Regions from separate parts of the Mus musculus genome. Here region 2 is linked to region 1. A link is a contact called in public HiChIP or PLAC-seq data. All regions are on one chromosome and are shown on one strand. Each heading gives the region's core, a stretch centred on a gene start, on an enhancer-like site or on the middle of the called end of the contact. The rest is flanking DNA. Distances are from core to core; before and after follow the strand shown.

Region 1 (2,992 bases), core at 227-2,726:
GGAGGGGGGGCAGGGGGATCGGTGTGACTCTCCCTATTCTCCCCACCCCTCCATCAGAATGTGTTTTGATAAGTGGGGGCTTGAGTACAGCATAAGGACTACTAAGCCCCCCCCACTCACCAATTAAAATTTTTAAGCCTCCATGGAAGGAGTGAATATTAGTTTCCTGATTTATAAAAGCCAAATGGATTAAGCTCATTCATTGCCCGAGGAAACAAAAAGGAAATCTTCAATACCTCTGTGCACATTGAGAACTCGAACAATACCAGTCTTTGGAAAGCAGAAACCTAATTTGGGGGAATCAATTACCCTCTGTGTCCCTGCCTCTGTGGGCTCTCTCCCTGGCTCCCTCAATAGAGATTTCCTGGGAGGTAAAATGTAGAGTTGGTCCACTATAAGCACACCCTCTCTCCAGCTTTGAGACTGGAGGCGAACTAGGATGGGGTGGGTAGAGCTGCCCCCGTGTCAAGCCTGTGTGAGAGTGGGGGCTTTTATGGTACATTGAAGCGTGAGGGTAGCATTGAATGGGAAGAGGCAGTGAGGGGGAAAGGAGTAAGGGGCGAGGTGGGGTGGGAACTTGAGGGTGCATGTGGCAAAGTCCAGTCAGAGCAGGAGCAGGTGACTGGGGAGGGGGTAGATATTGTGGAGTAGGCTGGCTCCAGCTTCACCCACACCATCCTCACTGCCCTCTTTACCCCCTACTCTGCTCCTGCCTGGCTTCTCTTTTGTAGTCTGTGCTTTCCAGGGTTGTAGCTGCAATTGCTGGGCTATAATGAAAAAGGAGGGGGTAGTGTGGCAGGGAGTCACATTCTCAAAGTCATACTCTGAGAAGTACTCTGCATTCCTGCGCTGGGTCTCTAACCTTAGTCCGCAGTCCCAGACCACACCCAGCTCAACTCATACACGGAGTTGGAGTCCCACACTTACACCAGAACGTTCTTCCGTTGAATTTGCACACTCCCACACGCGATGGCACAAATGCCACCCTCCCCACTGGTCATAAGCTGTCTCAGCGGCCCACCACCCCACACATCCCTCACTCAGGCATGCGGTCACACAGGCACACACACATGCACAGACTCCCTCACATGCACACACTCAGGCTGTGCTTTTGTGTTTTGTCAGAATTAATGAGAAAAGTTCCCGTGCCCTGCGGGTAATTAGTGTCCTTGGAGTTAAATAAGCTAATGGCGGGCACCTCTGGCCCAAGCAATTATGTTTGTGTATTGAATAATTGATTCAAAGGGGGGGAAGGGCCGCTAATCAGATCTGAGCATAATGAATTGATTTAATTAACAGGGGAGTCTGAGGGGCCCTGGGAAATGCAAGCTGCACTCTGGTGAGAGCGAGCGCAGCAGACTGCAAGCGGGAACCCAAGCGCGCGGCTGCGGCGGCTGCTCCGGCCCGGGCTCCGGCCCTAGCTCGGGTTCAGGCTCCCGCTTGGCTCGGGCCGGGTCCCAGTTGCTCAGCCCACGCGGCCGCGGCCCCGCCCGGCGCCCGCCCCTGAGCGCGCCGCGCCCTCGCTCGCTTGCTCCTTCCGAGCGCCCTGCCCGCCCGCGGCGCTGCGCTCCGGGCGCCGCTCCGTCCGCCCTCCTCGGCGGCCACGGGGCGCGGGGCCCACGCGCGACCGCGGGAAGCAGCGCAGTCGCCCCGTAGGTGACAGTCCGAGCCGCGAGTCCCTTTGCATCCTCCGCCCGCACCCGGCTGGAGCCGCCTGGGGACTATGGTTTTGGACCAAGAGGACGGTAGGTGCTCAGGGACACTTGGGAACAGCGGGGGCTCTGCCGAGGCTACCTCCATCCCGGTGACAGAGGCCCAGGCACCGGTCTCGACCGCTGCTTGGAGCCTGTTGGCGGCTTCCCGGAAGCTCGGAAGCTGGACGTGTGCCCTGTGTGTGTGAGTGTATGTTGAAGGTGCCAGGAGGCTCTGCGCCGCCCCGTGTTCCTCGCCGGGATGAGGAAGTCTCCCCCCCGCCCCGCGCGCATCCTGGAGCCTGTTAGCTGGGCACACTGCAGCCGGGAACTTTCTCTCTCGCTCTTGCCCCATTGCAGGCATCCGGAGCATACAGAGAACCCGTGGGGTGCGGGCTTCCCGGTTGTGGTTGTACCCACCGCCAGCCACTCTCTGGGCCTCCTTGAGTATTTTCATGTTTTTCCATACCGCAGTGTGAAAGGGAGCCCGAGAGGGGTGCTCAGAGAACTTGGCGGATGAAGGTGTATTCTAAATAGTTTGGTCCTTGGGTCCGCCCAGCCTTGCACCTGGGGACTGAGACTTCAGGGCCTACTTGGTGGGTGGTGTTATCTTGGCCCTCTGCAGGGCTAGGAGGTTGCATGCCATCAGTTCACCCAGACTACATTAGTGAGTATCCTGCTGGTTAGGATAGATGGGTGGACTAGACAAGAAGTTTGGGGCCTTTAGGGTCTCCTACTGTTACCAGATCTACCAGACTACCAGGTCCGTTTGTATTAAGAATCTCATTTTCTCTCATTTTTGGCCAGGTGGGTTGGGGTTGGGGGAACCCAGGATAGTTAAGTGTCTTGCTCTGCAGCCCAGGCTGGGATCATATTGCTTTTCTTAAGGAGCCCCGACCCCTAAGACTGCTGTAAACTTTGGGTCTCACAAAATCTAAGTCTACCCTTGGGTCTGACTATTCCCTCCCCCGCCCTCCCCCTCCCCCCAACTGCACTGTAGTTGTCTGGAGAAGTCATCTCTGTACCATCCTCTGGGCTGAGGACATTCATGCCTAGAGTATGACATAGTAGGACAAGGAGACTCCGAAATTTAGAGTTGGGAGCTGCTAATCACTAGGAAGAGGGTCTGTCTGTCTGGTCTCTTCTTTGGTCCCAATAATTACTTGTCTTGTCCTACCATCTTCCCCTATAGTGATCAATTGTCCTGGCTTGTTCAGGACAGTCTGTTTTAGCATAGAAAGTCTGGTAGCAGAGGAAATCCCCGAGTCTTAGGGCAGACCTGTGTCCTTCTAAACCCCTAG
Region 2 (2,992 bases), core at 205-2,704, 610 kb before region 1:
GAGGTGTGAAAGAAGCATAGATCACTGAAGAGGGTGAGAGGGGACATCCCACGCAGAGGGCACTCCAAAGACAAGCCACTTGGCAACAGGGAGAAAGACTTCTCCCTGGTACTGGAAGAAAACTCAAGATGCTGAAGTGCAGAATGAAGTCACAGAAGAGGGTGTGTGGGTCGTTCCATCAAGAGCAGACACCTTTTGGGGTGCTCTTAACAGGATTGTGGTGGTACTTGGAGAATACTTTAAGAGCGTGAGCAATGGAAAGGAAAAGTCAGAGACATTTGGAGGCAGACTGGCTGGTTTGAGTATCTGCCTGCATAAAGAGGATAGTGTCGAATGCTATCTCATAGCTGCTGCCCTTCACTGAGATACTGCACTGCAAGTGTTCATTCTAGTATCCAGCTCACAACCAGAAAAGCTCAGTGAGTGTCATTATTGAGATGTATGGTGCTTTCAGGGTGCAGATCTTTTCTGATTCATGCCCGCTTCTTTGAGGTGAAGAGTGGAGTGGTGATTCCCACATGTAGAAATGTGACTTGTACTAAGTCATATGTCAAGACTCCAACCCAGAAGGAGCAGAACATTCCTTTTAGAATGGCTAAAAAATATGAATGAGTCTCAAAGAAAAATGGCTTTCAATCTATATTCCACCTCCACCCCTCAGTGTAAAATCTAGTGTTCACAGTGAAAACAAACACCACACACACACACAGACACACACACACACACACACACACACACACACACACACACACAGATGCTTTCTTGGTGTTCTGAAAAGCAGGTGTGCTCCCAGAGAAGTGAAGGGTGAAGGCTCCAGACCAGACCTGCCTCCCCAACCTCTGGTGCTGGGCTCAGACAGAGGGTGCCAAGAGGAGGATGGGGTCCCCGGAAGGCCCCGCTCCAGCCCATCCTCCTGGCCCCCTCCGCAGTCACGTGGCCCAGTGGGTGGGGACCGACCTGAAGTTGGAGGAATCCGGAGCTCTCCCAACTTCAGAGCACAGAGGTACAACTCTGAGAAGCCGAGCATGGCTCAGCTGTCAGTCATCCCGGGATCGGCCGCGGCGTGGACAGGTGAGCTGAGAGCCCGAAGGAGCCGACTAGGGTGGAAGGGGCTAGGCTGCCGGAGCACAGGGCCCCACAGCCCATTCTATGCAATGCGTGCAGGGCAGGGCAACCCACGCGGGAGAGGGGACAGTTGGGCGAAGCGGTTCCGCTAGACCCTCAGCGCCCCGGGGTCAGTCTGTCGGCCGTAGGCTGCTCCGAGCTAGCTTTTTCCTCAGGATGGGTGATGGAGTAAAGGTGGGTGGTTGACGCTGATAGACCCCACCCTCGTTCCTGAACCTGCGCCAGAGGGGCGGGACGCTTTGCTGGCCACGCCTTCTCCCGCGCGCACTGGCTGCTCCCCATGACGTCACGCTCGGATATAAAAGGCGCGGGAGCCGGCTCCCGCGGCGCTGTCCAGGAGCTCGAGGTTGAAGGTGCTTGGCAGGGGACACCCGGCCGCCCGGCCGCGGGCGTTTCAGCGATGTTTTACTCAGGACTCCTCACCGAGGGCGGCCGCAAGGAGACAGACATGCGGGAAGCGGCGTCCCTGCGGCAGCAGCGCCGGATGAAGCAGGCGGTGCAGTTCATCCACAAGGACTCAGCCGACCTGCTGCCCCTGGACGGCCTCAAAAAGCTGGGCTCGTCCAAGGACACGGTGAGCTCCCCACATCGGCCACACCCGTCACGGGCCTCTGGGCCACCACTGCCGCCCAGGCCCTTACTGTCACTTTCACTGAGTCACCGACCAGGCTTGTCGCTATCCACTCCCTGGCGGGTGCTCCGGCAAAACCCCTCCCTATCTATCTATCAAGGTGCTTTTCTTGCCTGTTCTCCTTTGGCGCAGTCTCCTCTCTCCCGACTCTCCCCTTCATGTGTAAGGAAGAAAGAGACCCTACCTTATTGCCCTCAAATCTCCTCTCCACTGGCTTATCTAGAATCTAAAATTTGGCTCCTGGAGCTGGAGCTTCATCACAAGTCCTGCCTCCCACTGCCTCCTCACAGGCTGCGTGCGTGGCCAGTTGTGTCCCAGACTAAGGTGATTGAGAAACAGTGAAAAGCGAGGTTTCTTCACAGTTGCTGAATATATATATATGCTTTGGTTAATTCTATTGTGACCCCCTCCCCGCCGCCCCAAATGTACTTAGTTTAGTCTTAATCTACCTTTGATTTTCTACCCTGGATGGGGGAGTGGGGTGAGAGAGGGGAATAGGGGTCAAGCGCAAATCTTTCCAGAACCTAAACATCTCTTCACACTCTCAGCTCTCCCTCTTCCCTCTAAAGACTGGGAAGATGGAGGAAGCCCTGACTGCTTCATCTCACAGACCAGATAATGCATGTAGATAGTTGGAGCTGGGGCTGTTGCAGTCTTTTTATTTCTGGCAGTATTATTCTTGGTATTAAGTAGAAGTTCAGGATGTGGGCCAGAATCCAAAACCATATTGTCCTCCATCCATTGAATAAGGGTGAATGGCTGAGGGATGTGACCTATATTTAATTCTCTTCCCCTGCTCACAAATTTATATGTAACTTTGTAGCTTCATTTGGAGTTGTTGTTATTTGGAAAAAGATTTTTTTTAATGAGACATCAGAATCTTGATCTGTATAATCTAGGCTGGCTTGAATCTCATCACATAGCCCATATTGGCTTCTAATTTTTAATTCTCCTGTCTCAGCCTCATGATTGCTGAGATTATAAGGTGTATATCATCACTCCTAGCTTTGTGGGTTTTTTTTATTTATAGTTTCCTTATTATCTGTGGAAAATTTTGTGAAACATCAATTAAATGTCTTTTGCAATAGAAATAAATGCTCTGGATAATCTTCCTAGTATTTTTATATTTTGAGCTTCTGAAATGCTTAATTGTGGTTGTTGGCCTAGGTTCACTGAAATTGCTATTTCTGGCCCCAGTATGGCAACAGAGGCAAGAGCTCCTTCCCCCATCAATAG

The links. HiChIP or PLAC-seq counts read pairs in DNA pulled down with a chosen protein or histone mark.
Region 2: a CTCF HiChIP or PLAC-seq map of embryonic stem cells shows a contact between it and region 1, with 5 times the contacts expected there. The contact joins the promoter of Nrip3 here to the promoter of Lmo1 in region 1. A contact is called at or near these places in 2 of 39 promoter capture datasets (the C10 cell line and embryonic stem cells) and 1 of 15 datasets of contacts at CTCF or cohesin (embryonic stem cells).

What each region holds. Positions count from the first base shown.
Region 1 is chr7:109,173,691-109,176,682 of GRCm38.p6, reverse strand. It overlaps Lmo1 (LIM domain only 1), which reads left to right and starts at 1,476. Exons shown (of 4, transcript NM_001302205.1): 1 at 1,476-1,745. The coding sequence starts at 1,724.
Region 2 is chr7:109,780,007-109,782,998 of GRCm38.p6, reverse strand. Nrip3 (nuclear receptor interacting protein 3) reads left to right here and starts at 1,454. Exons shown (of 7, transcript NM_020610.1): 1 at 1,454-1,699. The coding sequence starts at 1,526.